3 separate regions of the Sus scrofa genome follow, and regions 1 and 2 are each linked to region 3. The links are chromatin contacts, called in public HiChIP or PLAC-seq maps. All regions are on one chromosome and are shown on one strand. Each heading gives the region's core, a stretch centred on a gene start, on an enhancer-like site or on the middle of the called end of the contact. The rest is flanking DNA. Distances are from core to core; before and after follow the strand shown.

The links. HiChIP or PLAC-seq counts read pairs in DNA pulled down with a chosen protein or histone mark.
Region 1: a contact with region 3 is called in an H3K27ac HiChIP or PLAC-seq map of alveolar macrophages. The contact joins the promoter of MRPS7 here to the promoter of GALK1 in region 3. A contact is called at or near these places in 1 of 5 promoter capture datasets (fetal liver) and 1 of 2 datasets of contacts at active chromatin or transcription factors (alveolar macrophages).
Region 2: an H3K27ac HiChIP or PLAC-seq map of alveolar macrophages shows a contact between it and region 3. The contact joins the promoter of GRB2 here to the promoter of GALK1 in region 3. A contact is called at or near these places in 6 of 47 Hi-C or Micro-C datasets (epiblast stem cells, fetal skeletal muscle, heart right ventricle and 3 more) and 1 of 2 datasets of contacts at active chromatin or transcription factors (alveolar macrophages).

The regions. Positions count from the first base shown.
Region 1 is chr12:6,054,040-6,057,320 of Sscrofa11.1, forward strand. It overlaps MRPS7 (28S ribosomal protein S7, mitochondrial), which reads right to left and starts at 1,630. Exons shown (of 5, transcript XM_003131206.5): 1 at 1,294-1,630; 2 at 587-778; 3 at 408-471; 4 at 1-33. The coding sequence starts at 1,376. GGA3 (ADP-ribosylation factor-binding protein GGA3) reads left to right here. Exons shown (of 18, transcript XM_021066652.1): 2 at 24-1,728. The coding sequence starts at 1,689.
Region 2 is chr12:5,939,295-5,942,245 of Sscrofa11.1, forward strand. GRB2 (growth factor receptor bound protein 2) reads left to right here and starts at 1,429. Exons shown (of 6, transcript NM_001137628.1): 1 at 1,429-1,559.
Region 3 is chr12:5,640,563-5,643,991 of Sscrofa11.1, forward strand. It overlaps GALK1 (galactokinase), which reads left to right and starts at 1,450. Exons shown (of 8, transcript XM_003131193.2): 1 at 1,450-1,699; 2 at 2,411-2,600; 3 at 3,236-3,355. The coding sequence starts at 1,535.

The DNA of each region.
Region 1 (3,281 bases), core at 380-2,879, 410 kb after region 3:
GGCAAACTGCTTTCTCTTCACAGCTTCCAGTGTCTGCAATGAGAGACGACGGAAGAGGCTGCCCCGGGCTCCCTAAAGGGTCTTCCCAGCTGAGCTAGGATCTTGCCCTTTACTCCCGTCACACTGTTGTTCTCTAACTGTGCAGCTCCTCCCTCCGCACTGCTGAAACCAGGATCTTCAGTGTCTCCCTCTTCCCTGGACCAGGAAAGAAAGAGTGGGCTAAGATTTGGGATATGGGGATGAGGAATGGTAGCTGTTGACTCCTGCAGGACTTCATTAAAGCCCCACTCCCACACATGCATACAGGGAAGTTAATTTCAACGACAGCTACAGAATCCGTTTTTTTTTCATGCTAAAACGAAAGAGCCAAGTACAAAGCTACGGGGAAAAGCAGAGGGACTGTTTACCTGTGTCATGAGGGATCTGGCCAGTACTTTGTTTCCTCCTTTCATCATCATGTTGGTGAATTTACTTCAAGGAGAAAAGCAACATGTTTAGCCTCTCAAGGCCGTGTCAGGGAATCCTTACTATAGACCCTCCCTGGTAAAGTCCCGGTCCTTGGAAAAAAACTTTGTTTCCTTCTAACCTGATCACCGGGTCTTCAAACACAGAACTTGTTTTGGTCGCGGGGGCGGCTTTGATAAGTTGCGTCTTCTTGAAATCCCGCTCATACTTCTCCTCCTCCGTCTGCTCCGCCAACGGCTTGCGGTAATATTCCTTGTCAATCTGGGGATCCTTGTATTCAGGACCATAGCGGCTCCACCTCACCTGGGTTAGCCTGGAGGCGGGGAAGAGGAAGAGGAGGGCAAAAGCTGACTCCACAAGTGAAATAGCTTGACTTAACAATAGGCAAGGGTGCCAATCCGCCGACGAGTGAGAGCGGCGCGGAGACCGCTAGCCAAAGGTGAACCCCGATAATTCTGGTTCCCGTCCCAAGCAGGAGGAGAACTTTCCCCCAAACAGGCCAGGAAGTGCCAACGGTAAGGACGGGCCTGAAACTCGGGATAGGCGCCCCGCCTATGCATCTCTCCCCCTCCCTTCCAACAAAGAAAATCCCAGCTCTGCGTTCTTTAACAGGATCGCACTTTCGGCGCTAAGTTAGAACCCCTCGAGCGGGCGGGAAGTCACTATGTCTTCAGACTGACCCAAAATCACCCTGCTGGTTAAAGAGCCATGGAGCCGGACATCCCAGCCCCCTGGTTCCCGCGCGGCCTGTCTACGGCCCCTCTTCCTTTCCAGCAGGTCTCTCCGTGAAGACCCAAACGGCCTCCCAGCTACAGGCTGCCCTCTCACCCTGGAAACCGGAGGACGGCAATCCGCACGCCCAAGGCCGAGCACGACCACCCTCGCGCAGCCTTCACCGCGGGGGCAGCCATCTTGGCTGGCCACGAGGACCCCACAGAGACTGCCCTCGGTGCGCCTGAGCTGGTGACAGAAGTCCGGGAAAGGCTGCACAGGCTCCTAAACCTGGGCTTCACCCTATGGGGGCCTTAAGAGTCTCTCACACCGGGGTCTAAGGTGAAGAGTCAAAAGGAAACATTCGCGCTCCCATTATTCGCCGCAGCCTGGCGCAACCCTCGGTGGCGGCGCTCTCTCTTCTCAGGGCCCTATGCAGGCCCCGCCCCAGCTCAGCTCTTGCAGGTTCTCGCGAGGTTTGAGGCCGCGGGGCCGGCCCGGGCGGCTGCAATATGGCGGAGGCGGAAGGGGAGAGCCTGGAGTCCTGGCTGAGTGAGTAGCCCCGGTCGCTTGTGCCTGCCCTCAAGCCGCCGAGCCGCCCCTCTCCACACCCTTCTGCCCCTTCCCCGGGCCCCGCGGTGGCGCTGCATGGCAGCTGCGGCAGGCATCGCCTGCTCTGGGAGCGTCTCGCGATCACGCCCCTTCCCCGTCAGGACGCCCGGGCTCCTGCACCCTGTGCTGCGGCGCCTGCTCCCGCTTCCGCGCGCCGCGGCGTGAGCTCGGGTCCGGTCCGGGCCTCCTGGGCTTCGAGAAAGCTACAGCCAAGTGCTTCGGGCTGACAGGCATCCGGCGCTTTGGGGCAGCTGTGGTGGGGACGCGCGCGGCTTTTGACTCTGGGAACCCCTGCGCCTTCCTGACCAAGGGAAAAGCTCCGGATTTGGGCTGAAGCTTCGGAAGCGGCGGTGCCGATGAGCAAGCATAGCTTCAGAATTGTGAACCTGTATTCGAGGAGAAGTGACCTCCTCGCGCAGGCTGAATGTTTGAAGTGAGAATCTAAAGTGAGAGAGAAAACAGGGCTTTACCTTTTTCCTGCAGTGACCAAAATATGGTGAAAGCTGTGTTCCCCACCCCCGCCCTGCATATCTTAAGGAGTCCTTCGTTGATAACCTATACTGAGCAAACCTGAGAGGCGCTGCCTGATGCTGTAATTATAGCGGCCTATTGCTATGATTGCTAATGCATATTGCTGTTAAAGAAATAACGGTTTAACTCTAGCAGGTAGTATTTGGCTCAAGGGTTAATATTATTTTATCTGTGGGTTAGAGGAGGCACCTGGAGGTCTCTTTCAGTGAAGACAAATTGAACAGGGTGATAAGGCAGCAGGCTAGATGCTTAGACAGTGCCTTGTGCGGAGATCTGTTATTTACTAGAGCCTCCAGGCTCTTGGAGGTGATGGCTCTTTCCTCCAATTGCCTGACTTTTCTTTTTTTCTTTTTGGCCGACCCGCGGCACATGGGGATCCCAGGCCAGGGATCAGATACGAGCCACAGCCAAGAGCCACAGCTGCGGCAACACCGGTTCCTTAACCCACTGTGCTGGGGATCCAACCGGTGTCCCACCGCTCCCAAGACACCACTGATGCCATTGTGCCAGAGCGGGAGCTCCTTGCCTGCCTTTACTTAATAAAACCCTGTTCAGGTGATTGAACTTAGGTTACATGAGCGAAATCTGCAGTTGCAGGGAGGTCACAAAGTCTTCGGTATATATGGAACTGTTCTCCAAGGAGCTAAGAGTGCTCCAAAGACATTCATTTAATTCATTTGTCAAGTATCCTAGCAAGCAGGTACTATCACAGTGTCACAAAAAGAGGACACCCTGACTCTAGTCAATTCACTTGCCCAGAGCCACCCAACCAGATAATAAGCACATTGGAATTGGTTCCATTCACAGATATTAATGAGGACATTGGAGTAATTTAAATGACCTGAGCTGAGTTTCATAGGCTAGGTTTAGAGTTATAGTTGGAAAGAAGAGACATAAATCTGTTTCTGAGGAAGAGTAGAAATGATGAGGGGGTAGGGGAGGGTATCTGTAGAGCTGAGACT
Region 2 (2,951 bases), core at 179-2,678, 300 kb after region 3:
TCATGTTTTGTTTTGTTTGTCTTTTTGGCCTTTCTAGGGCCCAGGCTAGGGGTCCAATCAGAGCTGTAGCTGCCGGCCTACGCCAGAACCACAGCAATGCGGGATCTGAGCCGCGTCTGCGACCTACACCACAGCTCACGACAACGCCAGATCCCCAACCCACTGAGCAAGGCCAGGGATCGAACCCGCAGCCTCATGGTTCCTAGTCAGATTCATTCACCACTGTGCCAGGACAGGAACTCCCACGTTTCTTAATTTTTATATCTTGCTCTTTTGGTGGCTTCCGGAATTCACATCACCGTCAGATGCTCTGTTCTCTCCTTTGATTGGGACTGAAAAATAAGAGTTACTCCTCCAAGCCTCATCTTCTGCCACTACCAGGTAACTCACCCCGCCTCATACAGGAATCAAACTACTTCGCGTTGCAGGGAACACGATGCCCACGCCTCCGTTCCCTCGTACGTGCGTGCTGTTCCCTTTGCCTGGAATGCCCTTGCAATGGCTTCTCTGGCAAACTCCTACTCATCCTCCAAGACAGCTCAGATAACGCCACAGCGTTCTCCGAGAACGCTTTTCTGAGATGGGAGGAGCGGCGACCCCTCGCCTCTCCTCAGCCTTCTCCAAATAATTCTGACCGTACTTATGGTATTATTTGTTCTTTCCCTCCTATAGATCTTGAATTCGTTTCTGTGCAGAAAGGGCCCGGATTTCTGTTCTTAGTTGGACCCTCTATACTTGACACAGTGCTTAGAATGTACTAGGCACTTGGTTCAATCGATGAGCGAACGAATATGTTCATTCACCTAACGCAGCAGAGTTTGTTTGGACCAGATTCTCAAATATTTCCAGACCTGATCCTCTATTTGGCTTGCTTCACGTGGGAGGGAGATTCCCCCCCAACCCCGCCAAACTGGGTTGGTGGAAGGGGAAAACGAAGTGATTAGGGTGTGCATAAAAGTCCTTTCTTGGCTGGGGGAAAAATGTAATTGTAATGTATACATGTAAGGATAACCTGACCCCCTTGCTGTACAGTGGAGAAATAAAAAAAAAATAAGTTGATATCGGCCATCAAAAGTAATATGACAATTGAATCATGCAAATGTGGGGCATAAAAAAAAAAAAGTCCTTTCTTTCGGAGGTGAGTTGTAATTGACCCGCTCTGGCACCGAAAGGGTTACGGCGACCCAGGGGTGGAGCCCTGTCGGTGCCACCTGCTGCGGGGCGGCCTGGCGCCTGCGCTCTGGCCTGTAGCTGATCTACCTGCGGGGGGCCTGGCGGAGGAGGAGCGCTTGCGCTCTGGGCCTTTTCCGCCGGGGGAAGTCTCGCGGGGGCGGGGCGGGGCGGGGCCGCACAGGGAAGTTCTCGCGGGACCCCGACCAGGAGCGGAAGCGAGGCGGCTGTGCTGCTTCAGCTACCGGACCGCGGCGGCGACGACGAAGACTGTGGCGGTGACGGCGGCGAGAATAGGCGCTGCCCTCGGGGAGCAGCAGAGGGGTCTGCGGCCGCTCGCACCGCTGCAGAGGGGCCGGCCGGGCGTGGAGCGGAGCAGCTGCGCCACGGTGAGTGTGGCTGGCGGCGACGGCGCTGCTCGCGTGCTGCTTCCTCCCCGCTTCGTCGCGGGAGTCGGCCCCGGGGGACCGGGCCCAGGGTACCGTGGGCTGCCGGGCCTGGGGGTCGGGAGTGCGAGGCTCCGGGCGGGGAGCGGAGCGCCCGGGCTCCGGGCTCCATGTTTCCCCTTTTGGGGCGCTTCCTTCCCGGGGACCGTCCTCTCAGTACCCTTGGCTTGGAACAGAGCCCTGGACGAGAGGCTGGGGGCTCCTGATTTAATTTTATGCTTTCTTCGTGAAGGTTTGCACAGGGGGGACCCGGAGAAGCCCGAGAACACAGGGTAATCATTCTGTGAGTCAGTGTGACTTGGCCCGGGAGGCGGGGGATTCGAGGCGGGTTGCAAATATGGTGATTGATGCTCCTTCGACCTATACGGCCACCACGTCACCAACTCCTGGTGTTTGGGGGCCGAATTTTGGGAGGAAACCCACCAACCCTATTAATACTGTGAGCGAGGACGTTTGTTACCGGAGCCAGTAGAAATACCTTTACTTTTATTGCGCTTTTTTTTTTTTTTTGACTGCTTCCCTAAAAACATTTGTTAAGAAAAGTAAGCAGCAGTTAATCGGAATGCTCCGAAGAAAGATTTCCGTGATCGAGGGCAGAGAATCGCTGGCACTTTTCATTTGCAGCTCTCTCTGTGTATAGGATTGTAAAGCCATGCTAGTTAACAGCTTATTTAGGGAGTTCACCTAGGCTGGCTTCAGATGCAGCAAAAGTATACTTTGCAGAAGAGCCGAAGTGCCCTCGCGGGTTCTGTCTTTTGCTACTCTTGAGTCTCAGAAGAGGGTGGAAAAGAAAGGCGCACTAGAGAAATTCGCTTTAGTCTTCTGGGCTTTCTAGTCCCTCTGTTCACTTTGCACTCCACAGTTGCTGCCTTTCTAAACTTCTCCCTTGTCTTCTGCGGCCACGAAATGCTTACTCCGTATAATGCAAGTCACTTGCCCCCTCCCCCCTTTTAGTCTAATCTACTTCCCCTTCCTCCTTATTGTCCCTTTTGGCATAATTTTTTGAGGTTTCTGCTCTTTCGCCCGTTCGTTTTTCTCCCTCATTTAAAGATTCCGTTTCTCTCCCGGAAAGATGATGCCCTCTTCCCTGCTTTATCCTTTGCTGTGAAGCGTCCACTGTGTTTCTTCAGTCAGCCAGAAGGGTTGCTAGAGAGCTGTGCGAGACTTAAGGTCTCCCCCTGGGAGCTGGGAGGCTCAAAGGATTGAGTTCAGCCGTAACCAATACTGCACTAATACTGCACTAGATCACAAGTGTAGCTTGCTGGTGTTTTTGTGTTTTAGTTGTTTTTTTTCACTTTTAGATCGCATTTTTGTGCCTGCTCAGGTTTTTCTATG
Region 3 (3,429 bases), core at 200-2,699:
ATACAAGTCCCTTAAGTATATTATTCGCAAATAGTTTCTTCCATTCTCCAGTTTGTCTTTTCACTTTCTTGATGGTGTCCTTAGATGGGCAAGTTTTTTTTTTTTTTTTTTTTTTTTTGTCTTTTTGCCTTTTCTAGGACCGCTCCCGTGGCATATGGAGGTTCCCAGGCCAGGGGTCGAATTGGAGCTGTAGCAGCCGGCCTACGCCAGAGCCACAGCAACGCAGGATCTGAGCCGTGTCTGCGACCTACACCACAGCTCACGGCAACGCCCGATCCTTAACCTACTGATTGAGGCCAGGGATCGAACCTGCAACCTCGTGGTTCCTAATCAGATTTGTTAAGCACTGCGCCATGACGGGAACTCCAAAGTATTTTATCTTGATGAAGTACAGTTCACATTTTTCTTCTGTTGCTTGTGGTTTCGGTGTCACATCTGAAAAACCATTGGCTAAGCCAAGGTCACAAATGTTTGAAAACATGTCCATGGAGTTCCCGTCATGGCTCAGGGGTAAGAAACCTGACTAGTATCCATGAGGACACAGGTTCGATCCCTGGCTTCTCTCAGTGGGTTAAGAAACTGGCATTGCTGTGAGCTGTGGTGTAAGGTGAACCTATGTTTACTTCTAGGAGTTTTCAGAGCTGACTTGTGAATGATCTTTGGGCAAACCCCTGAGCTACAGCCCTGGCCACAACCCTTCCAAAGCCCCCACTCTAATTCCAAAGAGTTTGTTTACATGTTAGCCTTTCCCCTCCAAGTTTTCATATGGGATGGCCAGCCATGAACAGGCATCTGGGCAGGAACCGAGGACAGTTTGAAGGTTTAGGATGCAGGCTGGTGAGAGAGGAGGCGGCCAGTGTCAGACTCTGGGTATCAGACACTGGGACCAAGATTCCAGGCTGAGGAAGCACTTGCTGGTGCCAACAGCCCAACTTGCCTTGGCAGCTGGGTGGGTCCTTCCAGGAGGGGCTGGGCCCACCCTGTCCATCATCCCGCTCCTTGCTCCTACACTGCTAAGGAGCTGGACAGGGGGTCAAACTTGGCTTTCTTTATCTCTCTTTACTCTGAATGCCAGGCCATCCACCCTCTTAGAGATCCATGATCGGGGGCTGGTGACCTCTCACAGCTGCAGGACTTTAGGACTTTTGGGAGAGAGCTTTGAGAACCCTTGGGGAACCCCAGATGTGCTGGTACTGCTCTGGCTGTGGGTAGCCGGCTGGGTGCAGGGGTGGGGTGTGGCACACCAGCACCAGGGAAGGGCAGCTTAGATCGCCCAGTCCGGCAAATACCACTCAAGGCCACGCACGCCCGACCAGACGCCCAGCGGCCCCTCCCAAAGCCCACCTCCAGTCGGCCCCGCTCGCCCAGCCGGTGGACTTGGCCGGAGCTGCGGGCGGGGCGGGGCCAGCGGGGCCCGGGGCGGGGCCCGGGGGCGGGGCGGCGCCAGCAGCTCTGTGGGCCGACGCCGCGCGGCCCCGCCCCGAGCATCCCGCGCCGACCCGACTGCGCCGGACAGAGCTGCAGGGCGAGAGTCATGGCCGCTTCGGAACAGCCCCGGGCCGAGGAGCTGCTGGCCAGGGCCCGGAGAGCCTTCCTGGAGGAGTTCGGGGCCGAGCCCGAGCTGGCCGTGTCGGCGCCGGGCCGCGTCAACCTCATTGGGGAGCACACGGACTACAACCAGGGCCTGGTGCTGCCCATGGTGAGGGGCTGGGCGGGAGGCGCCATCTCCCCGCGTGCACTGGTGGGCGCGCTGCACCCAACTTTTACCCCCACCGAGCTGGGGGACGAGCAAGTGGGAGAGACCCTAAGACGCGGCATTTCCCACATTGGAAGGGAGGGAGTTGGGAATCCCCGAGGAAGTAGGCTCCCTGGGAGCCACCGCGGCTTGTGGGGGAATGCGGAAGGGGGCCCTAGCGTAGACCGGGGCGAAGTAGTCCTGAGCCTCCTGGTTCCGCCGGTTCAATTTGCAGAGGAGGGAATTGAGCCTCAGAGAGGGCTAACGAGCTGCTCAAGGTCACACAGCTGGATCTTGGTGGACCTGCCTCCGCCGGGGGCTCTTTCCACCAGGCTCTGCAGCTGTGCAAGCTTGGCTAGTGAGCAAGCCCGGTGCCTTGAGGTTGCCTTCTAATGGAAACGCATCAGAGGAGCTCCTGATTCGGTTTCCCTGTTGTGCCCTCTCCCCCTCGTGCCCCGCAGCTGAGAGCCCATGCTCAGGGCAGAGTCCAGGTCTGCACTCCTGCTGTCCCGGCCCTGAAGACCCATGGGGGGCAGGACCCAAGTCCCCAAGGCCAGATCTGTATGCAGGCTCTTCCCAGAGACACTTTGGGTCACCTCCTTGTCTGTCCCAGGCCCCGCATCCCTCAGAACTGTGGTGCTGGGAGTTTGGCACACTTTTGGTTTCTCCTGCCAGGCTCTGGAGCTTGTGACTGTGCTCGTGGGCAGCCCCCGGACGGATGGGCTTGTCTCCCTCCTTACCACCTCTGAGGATGCCGATGAGCCCCGGCGGCTGCAGTTTCCCCTGCCCACAGACAAGCGGCCGCTGGAGCCTGGGACCCCGCACTGGGCCAACTATGTGAAGGGAGTGATCCAGCACTATCCAGGTAGGGACCTGGTACCAGGAGTGCCACCTCTCAGCCGCAAAGCTCCTTAGCCCACCTAATCCACTGTGGGGTAGGCATCCAGGGCGGGGGTATTCCCATTGTACAGGTGGGGAAACTGATGCCCCAGGTGAGAGCTTCCAGAACTTGCTCTGGGTTGCCCATTCCATGACTGGAGGAGCCGAATTGAAAACCCCAGCCTAGGAGTTCCCATCGTGGCACAGCGGAAACGAATCTGACGGGAACCATGAGGTTGTGGGTTCCATCCCTGGCCTCGCTCAGTGGGTTAAGGATCCGGCACTGCTGTGGCTGTGGCGTAGGCCGGCAGCTGTAGCTCTGATTCGACCCCTGGCCTGGAAACCTCCACATGCCTTGGGTGCAGCCATAAAAAGCAAAAAAAGAAAAAAGAAACCCCAGCCTCTTGGTGTCCAGAACCCTAAACCAGGAGAACCTCAGGGTAGGAGGATGGAGGGCAGCGGACCCCTTGGCCCAGCAGTTTGATGGCCTCTGACAATTGAGGCATATCCCCTGGAAGCAGCTGCCAGGCAGATGCCACCCTTTGTGCCAGAACACATGCCCTTCCTGTGCCCATCTTGCCCGATGGCCCATCTTACCATCCTCCATTCTTTCCCCTGCAGCTGCCCCCCTCCCTGGCTTCAGTGCAGTGGTGGTCAGCTCAGTGCCACTAGGGGGTGGGCTGTCCAGCTCAGCATCCCTGGAAGTGGCCACGTATACCTTCCTGCAGCAGCTCTGCCCAGGTACCTTCTAGACCCCAGCCCCAACCCAGCCCTCCTTCCCTGAGGCCTTGGGATCCGAACTTCCTGCCCCTCCT